2 separate regions of the Oncorhynchus mykiss genome follow, and region 2 is linked to region 1. Evidence: chromatin contacts called from public Hi-C data. All regions are on one chromosome and are shown on one strand. The core of a region is the stretch at or near the end of the contact, and the rest is flanking DNA. Distances in the headings are between cores, read along the strand shown.

The links. A called contact is a pair of places that touch in the nucleus more often than the background predicts.
Region 2: a Hi-C map of liver shows a contact between it and region 1, with 7 times the contacts expected there. The contact joins the promoter of insrb here to the enhancer-like site in region 1. A contact is called at or near these places in 2 of 3 Hi-C or Micro-C datasets (blood and liver).

Annotation. Positions count from the first base shown.
Region 1 is chr5:93,491,887-93,496,011 of USDA_OmykA_1.1, forward strand. The region is part of intron 2 of insrb (insulin receptor b); the gene reads right to left. Among protein-coding and RNA genes, the nearest start is that of LOC110524839, 82 kb to the left of the region's middle. Within about 2 kb of position 1,780, at least 9 of the 11 cell types and tissues checked have an H3K27ac peak or open chromatin away from gene starts, as enhancers often do. A contact at or near this core is called in liver, where this site is marked.
Region 2 is chr5:93,610,749-93,614,873 of USDA_OmykA_1.1, forward strand. It overlaps insrb (insulin receptor b), which reads right to left and starts at 1,691. Exons shown (of 20, transcript XM_036978849.1): 1 at 493-1,691. The coding sequence starts at 571.

The DNA of each region.
Region 1 (4,125 bases), core at 530-3,029:
AGGATCCCTCTCAGCAAGCAGGCTGGGGGAGAGAGGGAGGGTGCTGGGGGAGAGAGAGGAGTACTGGAGGAGAGAGAGGAAGGGGCTGAAGGAGGGATAGTGTGGGCTCTAAGAGGGGTGGGGAGGTGAAGGGAGGGAGGGAATGTGGAAGGAGGGGGGAGGGGGCTGGAGGGAGGGGGCTGGAGGGATAGTGTGGGTTCAGAGAGGTGGGGAGGTGAAGGGAGGGAAGGGGTGGAGTGAGGGGGCTGGAGGAAGAATAGTGTGGGTTCAGAGAGGTGGAGAGGTGATGGGAGGGAGGGAAGGAGGTGGAGGGAGGGGTGGAGGGATAGTGTGGGTTCAGAGAGGTGGAGAGGAGATGGGAGGGAGGGAGGGAGGGGGCTGGAGGAGGAATGAGGTGGAGAGGTGATGGGAGGGAGGGAGGGGGCTGGAGGAGGAATAGTGTGGGTTCAGAAAGGTGGAGAGGTGATGGGAGGGAGGGAGGGAGGGAGGGAGGGAGGGAGGGAGGGAGGGGGCTGGAGGAGGAATAGTGTGGGTTCAGAAAGGTGGAGAGAAGATGGGAGGGAGGGAGGGAGGGAGGGAGGGGGGGGCTGGAGGAGGAATAGTGTGGGTTCAGAAAGGTGGAGAGGTGATGGGAGGGAGGGAGGGAGGGAGGGAGGGGGCTGGAGGAGGAATAGTGTGGGTTCAGAAAGGTGGAGAGAAGATGGGAGGGAGGGAGGGAGGGAGGGAGGGAGGGAGGGGGGGGCTGGAGGAGGAATAGTGTGGAGACAAGATGAAGGAAGGGAGGGAGGGGTGAAGGGAGGTGGGCTCCTCCAGCCTCCTCCAGAGGTGGGGAGGTGATGGGAGGGAGGGAGGGAGGGAGGGAGGGAGGGAGGGAGGGAGGGAGGGAGGGATAGTGTGGATTCAGAGAGGTGGAGAGGAGATGAAGGAAGGGAGGGAGGGGGCTAGAGGAGGAATAGTGTGGGTTCAGAGAGGTGGAGAGAAGATGGAGGGAGGGAAGGAGGTGGAGGGAGAGAGGGATAGTGTGGATTCAGAGAGGTGGAGAGGAGATGAAGGGAGGGAGGGGGCTAGAGGAGGAATAGTGTGGGTTCAGAGAGGTGGAGAGAAGATGGAGGGAGGGAGGGGTCTCTTTGACATCAGAGCCTTTTTCTGTTTCCCTTCACACTGAGCAGTGAACACTCTCACACAAACAGAAAAATGCATCAACATACTTTCACTCCCCGCTCTTCTCTTTTTGTGCAGTGCAGTGTGTACATGCTGTGACCACGTTGTGTCAGTCTGACTCCCGATCCCCCAGGAGGAATCCATTCCGTAGTACAGCTCCCACACCAGATCCGCCCTCACCCTTAACCAATGTGTTTGCTGGCTGTGGAAAGCAGCCATTCAATGGCCTCTTCCATATCAGGGAGGAGAGCTGCCCAGGGTTAACCCTTTCATGTCAGGGAGGAGAGCTGCTCGGGGTTAACCCTTCCATGTCAGGGAGGAGAGCTGCTCGGGGTTAACCCTTCCATGTCAGGGAGGAGAGCTGCTCGGGGTTAACCCTTTCATGTCAGGGAGGAGAGCTGCCCAGGGTTAACCCTTCCATGGAAAGCAAACAGAAAGCAACCGAGGCAAACTAGGAGAATACGAGGCCATTTCTCGCTGCTGAGGGGAGCTCCCTCCCTCCTCTCCATCCTTTCTCTCCCTCCCGCTCAGCCCTTTTTGCCCCAGGCCTGCTCAGAGCCTACTACTAGCTAGCACAATGTTTATGCTAACACTGCGGCTAACACTGCCCTGCAGCATTCCCATTCTGATCACGCTAAAGCTAGGTTACGCTAGCAGTGCCAAACACAGCCCGTTCATTCATCCCCCTCCTCCCCTCAGCCTGAATCAGTCTCCCTCTCTCTCTCTCTTGCGTTTCCAGGCCACGGACCCTCTTTCATTCATATGCCTTGTTTTTATTTCAAACCGGATGGAGGAGAAGAAAAATGCTTTTTTGATTTAAAAAATGTATATATATATTTAACGAGGCTAGTCAGTTAAGAACAAATTCTTATTTACAATTATGGCCTACCGGGGAACAGTGGGTTAACTGCCTTGTTCAGGGGCAGAATGATGGATGATTCCAACGACTCTACAGAAGATGGAAACCTACACTGTTCCACTAACACTACACCCAGCGTATCTCTATTTCACTAACACTACACCCATCCAGGCAGCTGCTCATCTCTCACTAGTGTGTTCTGCTGGATTTTAATGTGTTTTCTTTCCTGATGATCAAAGGTGAGCTGTGTGTTTACGTTTCATGTGTTCAGGGCTGTAAACCCCCCAAAGAGAGAGCCTGGGAAGAGAGGCGGTGGGTGTGAGCCAATAGCAGCGCAGGCACAGGAACATACTTCCTGCTCTTACACATAAACCACCCCTCTAATTGGCAGTGTTGTCTGAGGGCAAAGGGTGGGGAACCATAACAAACAGGCTTTACCCCAGAGGCTCTCACTCAGAGCGCGCACACACACACACACACACAAGCTTACAAGGAAAAGTTAAGAAAACACACACTTACACACAGGCATGCACTTTTACTATATTATTTGCACTGTCTAGGAGTCCTACGATTCAAAAGCTGAACGATAAATGCTTCTAGTGATCTGATTTAAAACATCATCCCATGGAGGAGGAGGATTGAGAGGAGGAGGATGATGGAGAGGAAGAGGATGGACAGGAGGAGGAGGATGGAGAGGATGAAGAGGATGGAGAGGAGGAGGAGGGTGGAGAGGAGGAAGAGGGTGGACAGGAGGAGGAGGAGGAAGACTATAGGGGAAACAAAAACATCAACAGACGGATCCCTGGGAGGCAGGGAGACTGAGCGTGAGCCGTAGTGTCACTATATCGTCAGACTGAGGACACGCTGCCAGGCCTGACACACAGATGATTATGAAGGCAACAACAACAGGGAGAGAGAGAGAGTATGAAACCTTTGTGGACAGGAGAGGGAAGAGGAGAGGAGCTCCCCATCGGGTGAAAACAACAGTTTGAGAAGGAAAGGTGGAAACAGAATGAACGCTGTGGTGGTGTTGAGGAGGAAAGGTAGAAACAGAATGAACGCTGTGGTGGTGTTGAGGAGGAAAGGTGGAAACAGAATGAACGCTGTGGTGGTGTTGAGGAGGAAAGGTGGAAACAGAATGAACATTGTGGTGGTGATGTCAGAATTGCCCCAGGCCACAGATAGTTGTGTTGGGAAAGGTGGAGGAAGTTGGAAAGAGCTGGAACACCACCCCACCCAGTCAGGGTGTTAGAGGGATGAGGAAGGGAGCTGTACACAGAGGGTAAAGGTTAACTCTATGGCTAATAACCTCTAACCTTACTATCTTGGAACTATTCACACAGTGTTACTAGAAGAAGTGATGTGAAAAATAACTGCGCTCTCTGTTCCCATTGTTAAGTCTATTTATATAAAAAAATAATAATAATTAAAAAAAAGGTAAGACATCAACTGTCACCAAGACGACGACATACAAAAAGGTAGGTTTGACGTCCTAGCTGCTGTGTACGCAATGACTCGTTTCCTGACGCTCAGCCATAAAACACTCAAATGTTTGGATAAGAAAGTAGCTGCTTTGTTAAGAGTCTCTCCTGTGTAAATTCAACTCTTCTGAGAGGACGATGGCGGCTTTGGTGTGTGTGACATGCGGAGACAGAGAAGCAGAGACATGAGAATGTTCTAAATAAAATAATAACAGTATGGGGATGAGGTAGGTAGATTGGGTGGGCTTTTAACAGATGGACTATGTACAGCTGCAGCGATCGGTTAGCTGCTCAGATAATTGATGTTTAAAGTTGGTGAGGGAAATAAAAGTCGCCAACTTCAGCGATTTTTGCAATTCTGTTCTTAGTTCTGCTTCTGTTTTTTGAACGGGGCATGCTTATTTAAGATGGTGAGGAAGGCACTTTTAAAGAATAGCCAGGCATCCTCGACTGACGGGATGAGGTCAATATCCTTCCAGGATACCCGGGCCAGGTTGATAAGAAAGGCCTGCTCGCAGAAGTGTTTTAGGGAGCGTTTGACAGTGATGAGGGGTGGTCGTTTGACCGCAGACCCATAGCAGATACAGGTAATGAGGCAGTGATCGCTGAGATCCTGATTGTAAA
Region 2 (4,125 bases), core at 441-2,940, 120 kb after region 1:
GGCTAAATGTGTTTACATTTCCAGCTACAACGTGAGTGTGCGTAGCAAGTCGCCATGAAGGGGCCTACGCGTGCAAGCGAATTATACAATTTCCTGTTTAGATGTTCTGCAACAGACCACCCTAGTCCATATCAGGAGCTAATCTGGCCCTCGGGTTGACGCATCCATGACAGGCCTCAATAATATATTTTAAGAGTGGCCGTGGCTATTCTTTAATAACTTTGCTAACAAATATTTGTAAAAACACCATGGGACGCAAATGTGTTTACTATAATTTAGGCAAAAATCTCATGGTAAAATGGTCAAACAATCATATTGTTTCAGTGACCACTGCATTGAATCCCTCATTTAAATTAAAACCTATTTTTTTTCCATGGGAATAACAAACACATGAAATTCGGTGCCTACAATGATGGTAGGATGGGTGGTGTGTAGAGAGTGAGTCACATGAATCATTAACCAGTATTGCATTTAGAATATAGCTGTACTTACTTTCTCCATGTGTTAGCCCACCATGACACACCATGTAGATAAAAGTAACCAAAACAGCCGCTGAGGTCCCAAGCCGCATTGTGACTTCGATTGTTTTCTCTTATTTTTAGTGCATCCAAAAACGTGGGGGTTGTTTTGAAGATATCCAAAGTTTGTTTTAAAAAATGTGTTTCTAAGAAATGAAAACAAACAAATATTCAAAAAAAAGAGAGAGACGAGAACTAGTCCAGTTAGCCCCCCTTCAAAAGGGGCCGGGGGGGGGTCCAATGTGGTTGTAACGTTATCTTGATATCTTCCCAGCTAATTTTGGTGATTTTTGATTATCCCTGAAACAAATGACCACTAAATAACGTGATCTTGGGTTCTGGCGATACATTTGCGAATAAAAAGCTTCATTTTCTCCACAATTATAAGGGATAGGTCACTTTCATCTGTTCTATATAAAAAGTCTTCCGATTCGAGAAAAATAAATCCCACAGTGCAAACTAAACTAGTAAAGAGGAACACGTCGGGATACTAACTACGGGCTCATTCCACGACAAAAGAGGTTACAATGTTGAAAATACATGGAATTAGCTATGGGCGGTCGTGCTTTTGGTAAAACGCTCAGAGACCGTATTTTCATATAATAAAGCAAAAAAAATGTTTAAATGCTTAGTAATGTCGAAATATGTGTCCTCTTCTTTCCAAAAAAAAATCCCCAGTTGTTTTAGCCGAATGTCTATCAACCCAATAACCCAACTAGCTAACATGAACTAGTTATAGTAATGGGATCGAGTTGGCTATCTTGCTGTAATCCACAGGTCGCTGATTGAGTGGTTCATGCACCTCCCAAGTATTTCCCCTTCTTCGCAGTATCACAGCAAGACCACCTTTTAAGACGTGCGAATAAAAACATGAACACATCCCCAGGAACTCATTTGGATTCATGCAGGAAAAGGAAAAAACGCGGATAGCTTTTTCAACGACCTTCCTCTGAACTCCTTCAGTCACGCCACGACAAAAATGAAAACACCCATAAACAATAAACGTGATACAGCGAACGTTACTTTTAGCCATTAAACAAATAATATTCGCCGCTTCCAGCTCATAGCTTCGAAGTGTGGAAAAACTTCGATCCCCGTAAACGGTACCTCTTTCAGGTTCCCCCCTTTTCGTCTCTTTCTGTGTCTATCCACCAGTAAACAAGTACTGCCAGTCAGCTGGGGCAGATAGGGGACGTTGGAAAACACGGACTAGAGCTAGTGCGAGAACCGCTGGGTAGTGCGGATTGGAGTGTATTGCACTATACAAAGCCCATCCATGAGCCTAACAAAATTCTCTTTGTGTCACCCAACCAAAAATATTATTAGAACGACAAAAACGCAATCGTTCGGAGATGATAGACAATTTAAAATGAATGATTTGGAGTTATTTCTATTACTCCAGCCGGCACGTGTTCATAAAAATAAAAAAACATAAAAAAATGTTCATAGTAAATTGTAATTAAAAATCTTATCTGCCAAGTTGGCTTTAAAACTACCAGATAAAGTGATAGGCAGCAGATGCATCTTTAATTTATAATTTGTATCAATATTTATTCTAACTAATGATTTCCAAATTGCACAAATGAATTATAGTTTAATTTGTTTAAGTATAGTGTAGATTCAAAGTAATAATGGGATGGGTTTTTTTTAGCAGAGACTAGTATAAATAAATAGTCTTATCTCGACCCTGGAGGCAGGAAGGAAGCCTAGTATTGCCTTTAGCTTGGTACACAACAGTCCAGTCATTCAGTTTTGCATGACAAACACATCAGCATAACCCCAGTATTATCACCATGGATTTGACAACATTTTATGAGTGTGGGAGCTTGTTCATGATTAACATGGTGGTTGCATGCCTTGCATGCAGGACGTCTTTCTCTTCTGTGGTTGTTGTTTGAGGGCAAAGAAGTATTTCGAATCATCCAGGATCACATTTCGTCATCTTGTTGTTCAACCAAACCATTTGTCATGGTGGTGTTGTTCATTCAAATTGATCAATGACCAACATGTTAAATATACACCTTTTTTAAGTAATCCTCATCTCAGGAAATTACATTCAGGAAAATAAAGTACATGCACTTTTTGTTGTTGTTTCAGATTAATGCTCTCTGTGCCTGCAGCACTGCTTGTTCAGAGCGAGAGGCTGCTGCAGTACTTCTTCGTCCTCTCTCCAGCAACACACATACATGGAACATGAATTACATTGATTGGCCCTAAATCTTGAAATGTGAACACCACCACCCCCTTCCAAAAAAATAATTGAGGAGATACAGGATATATAACACATTTGTTATACCACCTTACAACACCTGTGCTGATTGGTGTTTAGTGCCCTGGTGTTTAGTACCCTAGTGTTTAGTGCCCTAGTGTTTAGTACCCTAGTGTTTAGTGCCCTAGTGTTTAGTACCCTAGTGTTTAGTATCCTAGTGTTTAGTGCCCTGGTGTTTAGTGCCCTGGTGTTTAGTGCCCTGGTGTTTAGTGCCCTAGTGTTTAGTGCCCTGGTGTTTAGTACCCTGGTGTTTAGTACCCTAGTGTTTAGTGCCCTGGTGTTTAGTACCTTGGTGTTTAGTACCCTGGTGTTTAGTACCCTAATGTTTAGTACCCTGGTGTTTAGTGCCCTGGTGTTTAGTGCCCTGGTGTTTAGTACCCTAGTGTTTAGTACCCTAGTGTTTAGTGCCCTGGTGTTTAGTACCCCATTGTTTAGTGCCCTGGTGTTTAGTGCCCTGGTGTTTAGTGCCCTGGTGTTTAGTACCCTAGTGTTTAGTGCCCTGGTGTTTAGTACCTTGGTGTTTAGTACCCTGGTGTTTAGTACCCTGGTGTTTAGAGCCCTGGTGTTTAGTGCCCTGGTGTTTAGTGCCCTGGTGTTTAGTGCCCCGGTGTTTACTACCCTGGTGTTTAGTACCCTAGTGTTTAGTGCCCTGGTGTTTAGTACCCTAGTGTTTAGTGCCCCAGTGTTTAGTGCCCCAGTGTTTAGTGCCCTGTTGTTTAGTGCCCTGTTGTTTAGTGCCCTGTTGTTTAGTGCCCTGGTGTTTAGTGCCCTGGTGTTTAGTGCCCTGGTGTTTAATGCCCTGGTGTTTAGTACCCTAGTGTTTAGTGCCCTGGTGTTTAGTGCCCTGGTGTTTAGTGCCCTGGTGTTTAGTACCCTAGTGTTTAGTACCCTAAAGTTTAGTACCCTAATGTTTAGTGCCCTAGTGTTTAGTACCCTAGTGTTTAGTACCCTAGTGTTTAGTGCCCTGGTGTTTAGTACCCCATTGTTTAGTGCCCTGGTGTTTAGTACCCTAGTGTTTAGTACCCTAGTGTTTAGTACCCTGGTGTTTAGTGCCCTGGTGTTTAGTGCCCTGGTGTTTAGTACCCTAGTGTTTAGTGCCCTGGCATTTAGTACCCTGGTGTTTAGTGCTTTAGTGTTTAGTGCCCTGGTGTTTAGTGTCCTGGTGTTTAGTGTCCCGGTGTTTAGTGCCCTGGTGTTTAGTGCCCTGGTGTTTAGTGCCCTGGTGTTTAGTGCCCTGGTGTTTAGTGCCCTGGTGTTTAGTGCCCTGGTGTTTAGTGCCCTGGTGTTTACTACTAAGGGGAAGGAAACAACTGGCAGTCAGTGGAATGTTGTGACTAA